Linked DNA regions of Capsicum annuum: region 1 is linked to region 2. A link is a contact called in public Hi-C data. All regions are on one chromosome and are shown on one strand. The core of a region is the stretch at or near the end of the contact, and the rest is flanking DNA. Distances in the headings are between cores, read along the strand shown.

What was found. A called contact is a pair of places that touch in the nucleus more often than the background predicts.
Region 1: a Hi-C map of leaf shows a contact between it and region 2, with 2.4 times the contacts expected there. The contact joins the enhancer-like site here to the promoter of LOC107842073 in region 2. A contact is called at or near these places in 3 of 5 Hi-C or Micro-C datasets (bud, leaf and placenta).

What each region holds. Positions count from the first base shown.
Region 1 is chr9:155,865,855-155,870,158 of UCD10Xv1.1, reverse strand. It overlaps the pseudogene LOC107842074. Among protein-coding and RNA genes, the nearest start is that of LOC124887405, 7.6 kb to the left of the region's middle. Within about 2 kb of position 1,763, at least 5 of the 5 cell types and tissues checked have an H3K27ac peak or open chromatin away from gene starts, as enhancers often do. A contact at or near this core is called in bud and leaf, where this site is marked.
Region 2 is chr9:155,811,254-155,815,677 of UCD10Xv1.1, reverse strand. It overlaps LOC107842073 (aluminum-activated malate transporter 13), which reads left to right and starts at 1,590. Exons shown (of 6, transcript XM_016685866.2): 1 at 1,590-1,915; 2 at 2,015-2,155; 3 at 2,461-2,730; 4 at 3,097-3,206; 5 at 3,326-3,469; 6 at 4,039-4,424. The coding sequence starts at 1,591. The coding sequence ends at 4,362.

The sequences.
Region 1 (4,304 bases), core at 514-3,013, 54 kb before region 2:
CACAAGTTACCTAACTAAACTAAATTCAAAATGAAAAGTTCACATTTCAAGTACCTACACTCAAACATTTTCAAGTCACTAACTCACTTCTCAAGTGACCACACTTAACTAAATTCAAAACAAGTCCACATTTCAAGTACCTACACTTAAACATTTTCGACTCACTAACTCACTTCTCTAGTGACCACACTTAACTACATTCAAAACACAAACCCACCTTTCAAGTAATTACACTCAAACATTTTCGATTTACTAATTCACTTCTCAAATGACCACACTTAACTAAATTCAAAACACAAGTCCACATTTCAAGTACCTACACTTAAAACATTTTCAAGTCACTTATTCACTTCTCTAGTGACCACGCTTAACTAAATTCAAATCACAAGTTCCCCTTTCAAGAAACTACACTTGAACATTTTCGACTAACTAATACACTTCTCAAGTGACCACACTTAACTATATTCAAAACACAAGTCCACCTTTCAAGTCCCTACTACACCTAAACATTTCAAGTCACTAATTCACTTCACAAATTACCAAACCAAACTAAATTCAAAATGAAAAGTTTAGGTGTAGGTACTTGATTAGCAATATGAACTAATAAGGACCTCAAGTAAAGAAATAATCAGAACTCCACTCAAATTTGGTATTTGGAAAACCCTCCTATGCACACAAATTTAAGTTCACATGTGTACTTCATGAATATCAACAAATAGTTTCTCCCTAAGATTCTTTACAAATTTCAAGTTGGCTACAAAGTCTATCAACTTGTATACTTTTTACTCTTTCTTCAAATAAATTTCAACTTAAGGTGCAATATTAACAGGTAGCACCAGAAATAATATTAACAATAGCACCTCTTTTCCTCTGAACCATACCAGGTAAAACAGCTTGAGTAACCTTAACAGTTCCTTCAACATTAACTTTAATCAAATCAGCCAACAATTTATCATCCACTTAATGAAAAAATCTAGCATAAGGATATGAAACCCCAACATTATTAATCAAAACCCCAATATCTAATCCTTCAATTATCTCCTTAATCTTCTTAAACCCTTCATCCAAATCACCAGAGAAAGCAACCGCCACTGTCTTAATCTCGATTTTCCCATGTTTAACCTTAATTGAATCAAAAACATCCTTAAGTTTATCAAGATTACGACCACAAGTATTAAATTAACAAGTCCACCTTTCAAGTACATCAGAGTGCCTAGCCATTAACAAACTATTCACCTCTCTCATAAGGCATATTTTATACAGCAGAAGAAAATTGAAGTCATGGATGATTAAGCCACCTTCTGGATATGAACTACAACTTTTGAATCGAAGAAAAAATTAGAACAACTAATTCCATTTCATTAACCAATTAAAGCGCCATTAAAGTATGTCGGACACTACATCTATTCAATAAGCAAGTTTAACTATCATATGATACAACTACAACATAGACAATACAATATTAAAGTAAGAGTAAATCTTACCAAAGCTTGGCATATCCGCAGTTGATTGAGATTGCGAGGATGAAGCTGGTGCAGATGCTTTGTCAGACAACAAAAAACTTGTAGATGGAGCAACAGCACTAGTAGTTGAAGCTGAAGAAGTGGACGCCGGAAATGTCAGAGAAAAACCAGTCCCTACTCGCCACATGGAGGTCGGAGAGGCGGTGGCTCGTGGGAGTTCGCCGGCGTGGAGGGCAGAGAGATCCTAGAGAGAGAGGAGCTTCGGCAGTTGAAGTGAGATTAGTGTTAGGGATTGTGTTTTTGGTATCTTAAAAGGAAAGAGGGGAACAATTAATCTCGACCCTTGGATCAGATCGATCAATGGCTAGGATCTAAAATTGTGGAGTTAGAATGTGGCTAGAATTGTAAGAAAATAGGCCAAAAATGATAATAATAATAATAATAATAATAATAATAATAATAAATAATAATGTGTTTGGTAAATTGTGAGTGTGCACATGTATAAAATAATTTAATAAATTTTAATAAAATTACGTAAAGTGTCATATTTGAATTAATAAATATTATAAAATTAATGGCTGAGATCTAAATATTAAGATTTTGACTAAAATTAGATGAAAAATTAAATTGAGTCTAATTAGATACAATTTAGCTAGAATTATAATAAATTGGGTAAAATTAATCTAAAAGTGTATGAATTGATAAAATTGAGTTAGAAAATGCACAAATTTAAAAAATGCCTGTTATTTCAATAATAATAGATAATGTATTTTGTAAAATAATTGTGAATGTGCATGTTTACGAAAAATAATAACATATTACTACATAATATTTTTTATAAAGAGAGAGAGATAAAAGTGATATATACTTCTATTTTAACAACAAATTTATCGTTACATGCTTAATATCAAAAATAAGTTGCAAACATAATCGAGAAGCCAACGAGCATAGAAAGCTAAGTTAACCAAGCATGGAAAAACACTTTTTGATAGAATGATTGGATAAGCTCCAATAATGAGGAAAAACAGAAAAACCATTTGAAATTATATGCTTGCAAACACCCTTATATTTTATTTTATTCTAACTAGCCCAAACAACAGAGAAATTATATGCTTGCAAATCCCCTTTTTCTAATTACCGCGCAATTTCTTGTGCTTGAGGATAGCCAAGCTGCTGCTCCGTCTCCCAGTTCAACTTCGAAGAAACTCTTTCATGACAAGGAACATATTCCTCGAGTTTCTCGATAAGCTCTATTGCTATTGGTGCAGATACGATGATTTGGCGAGCATTGGGACTGATGAAATCTTCCTCTACAACTTTGTCAATAAATGATGATAATGAATTGTAATATCCATCCACATTCAGCAATCCTACCGACTTGTCGTGGATGCTAAGCTGTGTCCAACTAATTACTTCAAGTAGCTCATCAAGTGTGTCATAACCACCTGGTAAAGAAATAAAAGCATCAGAGTGCCTAGCCATTTCTGTTTTTCTTTAATGCATATCTGCAACTACCTTCACTTCTCCAAGTTTTCACCAATTAACTCTCTAGGCATGGGTGTCTTGGGAATAAGTCCATTAATGTGCCTACCACCATCATGAACTCGTTGTGAAACCAAACCCATTAGGCCTATGTTACCTCCTCCATAGACCAAATCAATGTTTCTTAAGACCAATTATTTGCCTAGCTCAATAGCAGCATCGTGATAACTACTTTTCTTCCCTTGACTACTCCCACAAAACACACAAATTCTCTTGAATTTTAACACCGTAACATCACTTTCCATTCCCATTTTCTTAAATTTTTTCTACTTTTTTCTCGATAGTGTCATTTAAAAATTGTGTGGAAAATGATTTGAAAGTGTAGGGTACTTATAGGATTTTTGGGGGTTTTAAAAGATATTTTAATTAAATCCGATTTTAAAAAAAAAAATTCTATAAATATTTTTAATCATATTTTTTTAAAAAAGCCGATCACAAGTGGTGGATTTTTTAAAAAATAAATTAAAAAAAAATAGAAACCAACCACAAGTGGTCTATTTTTATAAATATTTTTTAATTATATTTTTTAAAAAAAAATGACCACAAGTGGTAGGTTTTTTTTTAATTTTTTTTTTTAAAATCGACCACAAGAATGCATTTTTTATAAATATTTTTAATTATATTTTAAAAAAAAAATAAACAACCACAAGTAGTATGTTTTTAAAAAGAAATTTTTTTTAAAAAAAAAAATACCACAAGTGGTCGGTTTTTATAAATATTTTTTAATTATATTTTAAAAAAATGACCACAAGTGGTCGGTTTTGTTATTTTTTTAAATTTTTTATTTGTAAAATAAATAATAATTAATATTAAAATTATTGAAATAATTATTTTAATTTTTTAACATATAAAAGCAACCACATGTGGTCTCTTTTTAAAAAAAGAAAAATTAAAAACCTACCACTTGTGGTTGGTTTTTTCTGACCACATTTTGTGGTCGGTTTTTTGTGGTCGTTTTTTTTTTTTAGTACTGTATAGTTTTCGATAGGCAGAATACATCGTCAGGCCCCTTAACTTGGCGCCATCTTTCACTTTGGCACCTCAAATGGATGTTGTTCATTTTTGGTACCTCAAGTAGCGTATAAGTGTGTCATTTTGACACCTTTTGCTAAGTTGGCAAGGTGCGTGTATTACACTTTCGTAAAGGCGCGTTAAAGCCTTTTTTTGGCTGATGTGGTGCCCAAATCGACCCACCAATAATATATTAACCCACCTTTACTAAATTATACTTTTTTTCTTTACTTTTATCCATTATTTTTGTCAATCTTAAGCTTATTTAATGGTGAAAATTATTGGGAG
Region 2 (4,424 bases), core at 341-2,840:
GTATGTGTGTGGGATTTTTTTTTAAATCCTAATTTCTTATGTGGCAATGACCTGACCCTGATGTGCACTGATTTGGCATTGACATGACGCGTGTGTAACTCACTCTCCGTTGTGAGAGTGGTATTCAGTTTTGAGGGGTGAAACAAATACACTTTAAAGATGTTAAGTAGGATAAATAAACAGAAGTTAAGTTTAAGTGTTAAAGTGAGTTTGGAGGACAAGTTCAGGGGGAAAAAGATGTATTTTCTCTTAATTTTATGTGTCTTAATTAATTTGATTGCTCACAAAATCTAAAAGGCATCATAAATTTTTTTGTCTTATTTGTGGTCTTAAGTAGCGGTGTTCATGGATAGGTTTGGGTTAGTTATTTTGGTCAAAAACCTAACCAAACTAATTTAGTTGGTTTTTAAATTTCTAAAATCAAACCAAACAAAAAAATAACCGTCGATTTGGTTCTTGTCGGTTTAGTTCAATTTGGTTCGGTTTATAACTTTAACTAATGATAAAAGTTGAAAATTAAAAAAAAAATCCAATCTAACATATGAGATGTTAACCGAGTGTTGTATCTCAACCGTGAAATTAAGATGTCAATTGAGTGTTATACTTCGGCAAAGTTATGAATAACACCATATAAATGCTTCTAAAAAAATATTTTAAAACTACATTTAACAAAATAATATGATAAACCCCCCAAAAGACGAACACATAAACTTCTTACTCAACAAGGTTAAAAAACTAATTAAAATTAATGATTGTCTATAGTCAAATGAATCTCAGCTATAAATTTCAATATACAACAAGATATTATTTTCACAATTAGTATGATTTGTCATTCAAAGTGCGAAATTCACTTAGAATCTCATAAGGTACTATTAACTAGATGAAGAAATGACTTAATGTGTTACGACTAAAGTTAAATTATGATTAAAATATAAGGTATAACAAATATTTATATTATATTCATGAATAATACATATATATATTGGTTCGATTTGGTTATTTTGTCAGTTATTTTAGAGTAAAACAAACCAAACCAGTATCGATTTTTTAAAATTCATACCAAACCGAACCAAATCTAACTAAATATCCATTTTTTTAATCGATTTGATTTGAATCGCGGTTCAATTTGGTTAAAACCAAATCATGAACGCCCCTTAAGTTAAAGGTGTGTATAATAATATCAATCAAGTGTTGTAATTTTAAACACATATCCATTCCATACGGTAGAATAAATATTTATTCTCTAGCAAAAAACAACATCATATCTGATATCTAACTCAAATCTCATCATCACCAAAAAGAGCAAAAATAAATATTTCTTATGTGTTGGCCTATGAAAAAGAATTAAGTAAACACACAAATTTGTTTTTTTTTTCTAATAGATTAAGCTTTTATATAAGTTGGTGGCGCAATTGAATATCAACAAATGGAAAGGCCACGGAAATTTCAATTTTGATACCTGGCTTGTTTTGGCCAAACCAAGCGTGCAAAAGGTTTTACTAGTGTCCACATCAGAGCTGCATTATAATTAACTACTCTAGTTAAGTCCTATATATAGGCAATATTCACTTCTTTGAGTGCCTCAATCTCATGTTCCATAATATTTGGAAGAAGCATCAAAAATCAGAAGGCATGAGCTCTAACGTTGTACCTGTTCCAAATGGAGAAAATATTACTATTTCTCAACATGACCAGAACATGCAGAAACTCAAAGTTTCCTTTATTAATATTGTCTCTTCTCTGAAGGAGAGAATTGGCAAATTGGATATGAAGAAAGTAATTCATAGCGTCAAAGTTGGTATTGCTTTAGTACTGGTATCACTTTTGTACCTGTTGGATCCTCTATTTCAGAAAGTTGGACAAAATGCCATGTGGGCCATTATGACTGTTGTAGTTGTTTTTGAGTTCTTCGCAGGTTTGTCGATCATTTCATTATTTTTGATAGTGTAAGAATTATTTAAAGTCCGGATATATAAGTTGAATTCATGTAATGATTAATGTCCCCACCTAGCAGGTGCTACACTAAGCAAAGGCGTAAACCGAGCGATTGGTACCATATTGGGAGGAGGATTGGGATGTTTGGCTGCAATCTTAGCTGACAAAAGTGGTGAAATTGGTGGCGCCTTAGTTGTTGGCATCTCTGTGATTATCATTGGTAAAACAATACTCTCAAGTCACCTAAATAATAACTACATGTAACTGTCAATAATAAATACTATAATTAGTAATCTGAAAAATAAAGTTGAAAACCTACAATAATAATAAAGGCATGTAAGGTTGCAGCAATGGTAATATAGTCAAATTTTTATTTTATAATGACGTGATTTAATTTGTTCGGATATCTTTTGGATGCTACAAAGAAATATTGTTATATTATATAAAAAAATGGTTATTATTAGTAAAATTGAATGTTATATAAAAGATGACTGATATAGAGAAATCTAATTGTATGATGAATAGGTGTTGGCGCAACATATACAAGGTCGATACCAAGTGTGAAGAAGAGATATGACTATGGAGTAATGATCTTCATATTAACATTCAGTTTGGTAGTGGTATCGGGTGTTCGAGCAGACAAAATAATGAAGTTGGCTGGAGAGAGACTGTCCAACATTGGCATGGGCTTTGCTGTATGCATATTTACAAGTTTCATATACCCCATTTGGGCTGGTGATGAACTTCATTCCTCCACTGCAACTAAGTTTGATAAACTTGCAACTTCTATCCAAGGTAATAATTAAGTTTAAATAAAAGATTTTATGTAAAGAAACATGCAAAAATCATAATCTTACCAATTTCCTTAAAATAAAATAAAGAGAGAAAAAAACAAATACAATGCTAAAACTCATGACAAAGTCTAATAAGTATTATTCTTTTGATAGTTTTTCTAATTGTTTCTTAATCATTGTGTTTAATGTATGCAATTATATTATCCTATTAGTATAGTTTTAACTTGTTGAACGTAGCCTGTTTGATTTTTCAAGTTATTAGTTCCATATTTATTATAAATAGTTATAATCATATTCAGTTAGACGCACGTGTACTTATTCAACAAAATTTAAATTTGTTATTAAATTTGTTTCTTATAAATTTCAGGATGCTTAGACGAATATTTCGAGATAGCCAATGATAAGGAAAAACAGCCAGCAATGGACATGAGTGGATGTAAATCAGTGCTGCACTCCAAGTCCAGTGATGAGTCATTGGTATAAAAATAGTTAACAATTACTCTACAAAAGCTACAATCATACTAGGAAATCCATTATATATGTTGGATATATTTTATTATTTTTATCATAATAATAGAAATGTGAAACAATTTCAGGCAAATTTTGCCAAGTGGGAACCTTGGCATGGAAAATTTGGATTCTCTTATTCATGGGAGAAGTATCTGATAATTGGAGAGGTTTTAAGAGAACTTGCAGCAATGGTCCTCTCATTCAAAGCATGTATTCAATCAGTTCGACAGGTAAAATTACTCCATGAATATAATTTCTTTTTCCTTTCAAATTACTAAAAATTTGTTTAGGAAAACCATGGTTAAAATTTAATTCAATTTTTACCATTAAAGGTAAAGTGACAATTTTACTAATATTTTGGGAGGAAATTAATTAAATACACCCTCTGGTCTCAAATATTACTAGTTGTTTTTACAAACTGAATTTAGTTCAAAATCATTTGATATTTAAAAAACAAATAAGCATTTTGTGGAGTATTTATTTAGTTTAGATATTGAAAGTATTGAAGCATTAAGTGAGACGTTTAATGGAGATAAAGGACTATTCATAAATAAACAAATGGTCTAATGATTAAGGCTACTAAATATTTTTTTTATTAGATGTGCAAAAATTTTAACAAGACAGATAATATGACCATATGTTTCTTGTTTCAAGCTAATCACATTTCTTGAAATTATACTCCATGTATTAACACAAAGTTTCATTTGCTATTGAAAAAAAAATGAATTTGTTATGAATTTCGTCACTATTTTGTCGCTTAATTACTCATAGCTAACCAAATTTATCTTCTATTGAGCAGCCGTCCCCAACAGAAAGAGAGAGCATAAGAGAGCCCTGCGAGAAGATAGGATTGTCACTAGCAACAATTTTGAAGGAACTTGGAGAGAGCATAAGGGACATGAAAATATATCGTGCCAAAATTTTGGTAACACAGTGTATAAGACGAGAGCTAATTAGCCTCCTCGTAAACTCGGAGAATAATTCGACTGATGAAACTACTCTTGGATTATCCAGCTTTATTTTTCAAATTTTAGAGATGGTGGACAAGGTTGAATTGTTGGCCAAAAAGGTGGAAGAACTTGGTGAAATTGCTCACTTTCAAAACAAGAAACTTGATGTTTGACTATGTAATGTGTCTGTTTACGTTGTATATACATACATATTTAATCCGTGTAAATAATTTTT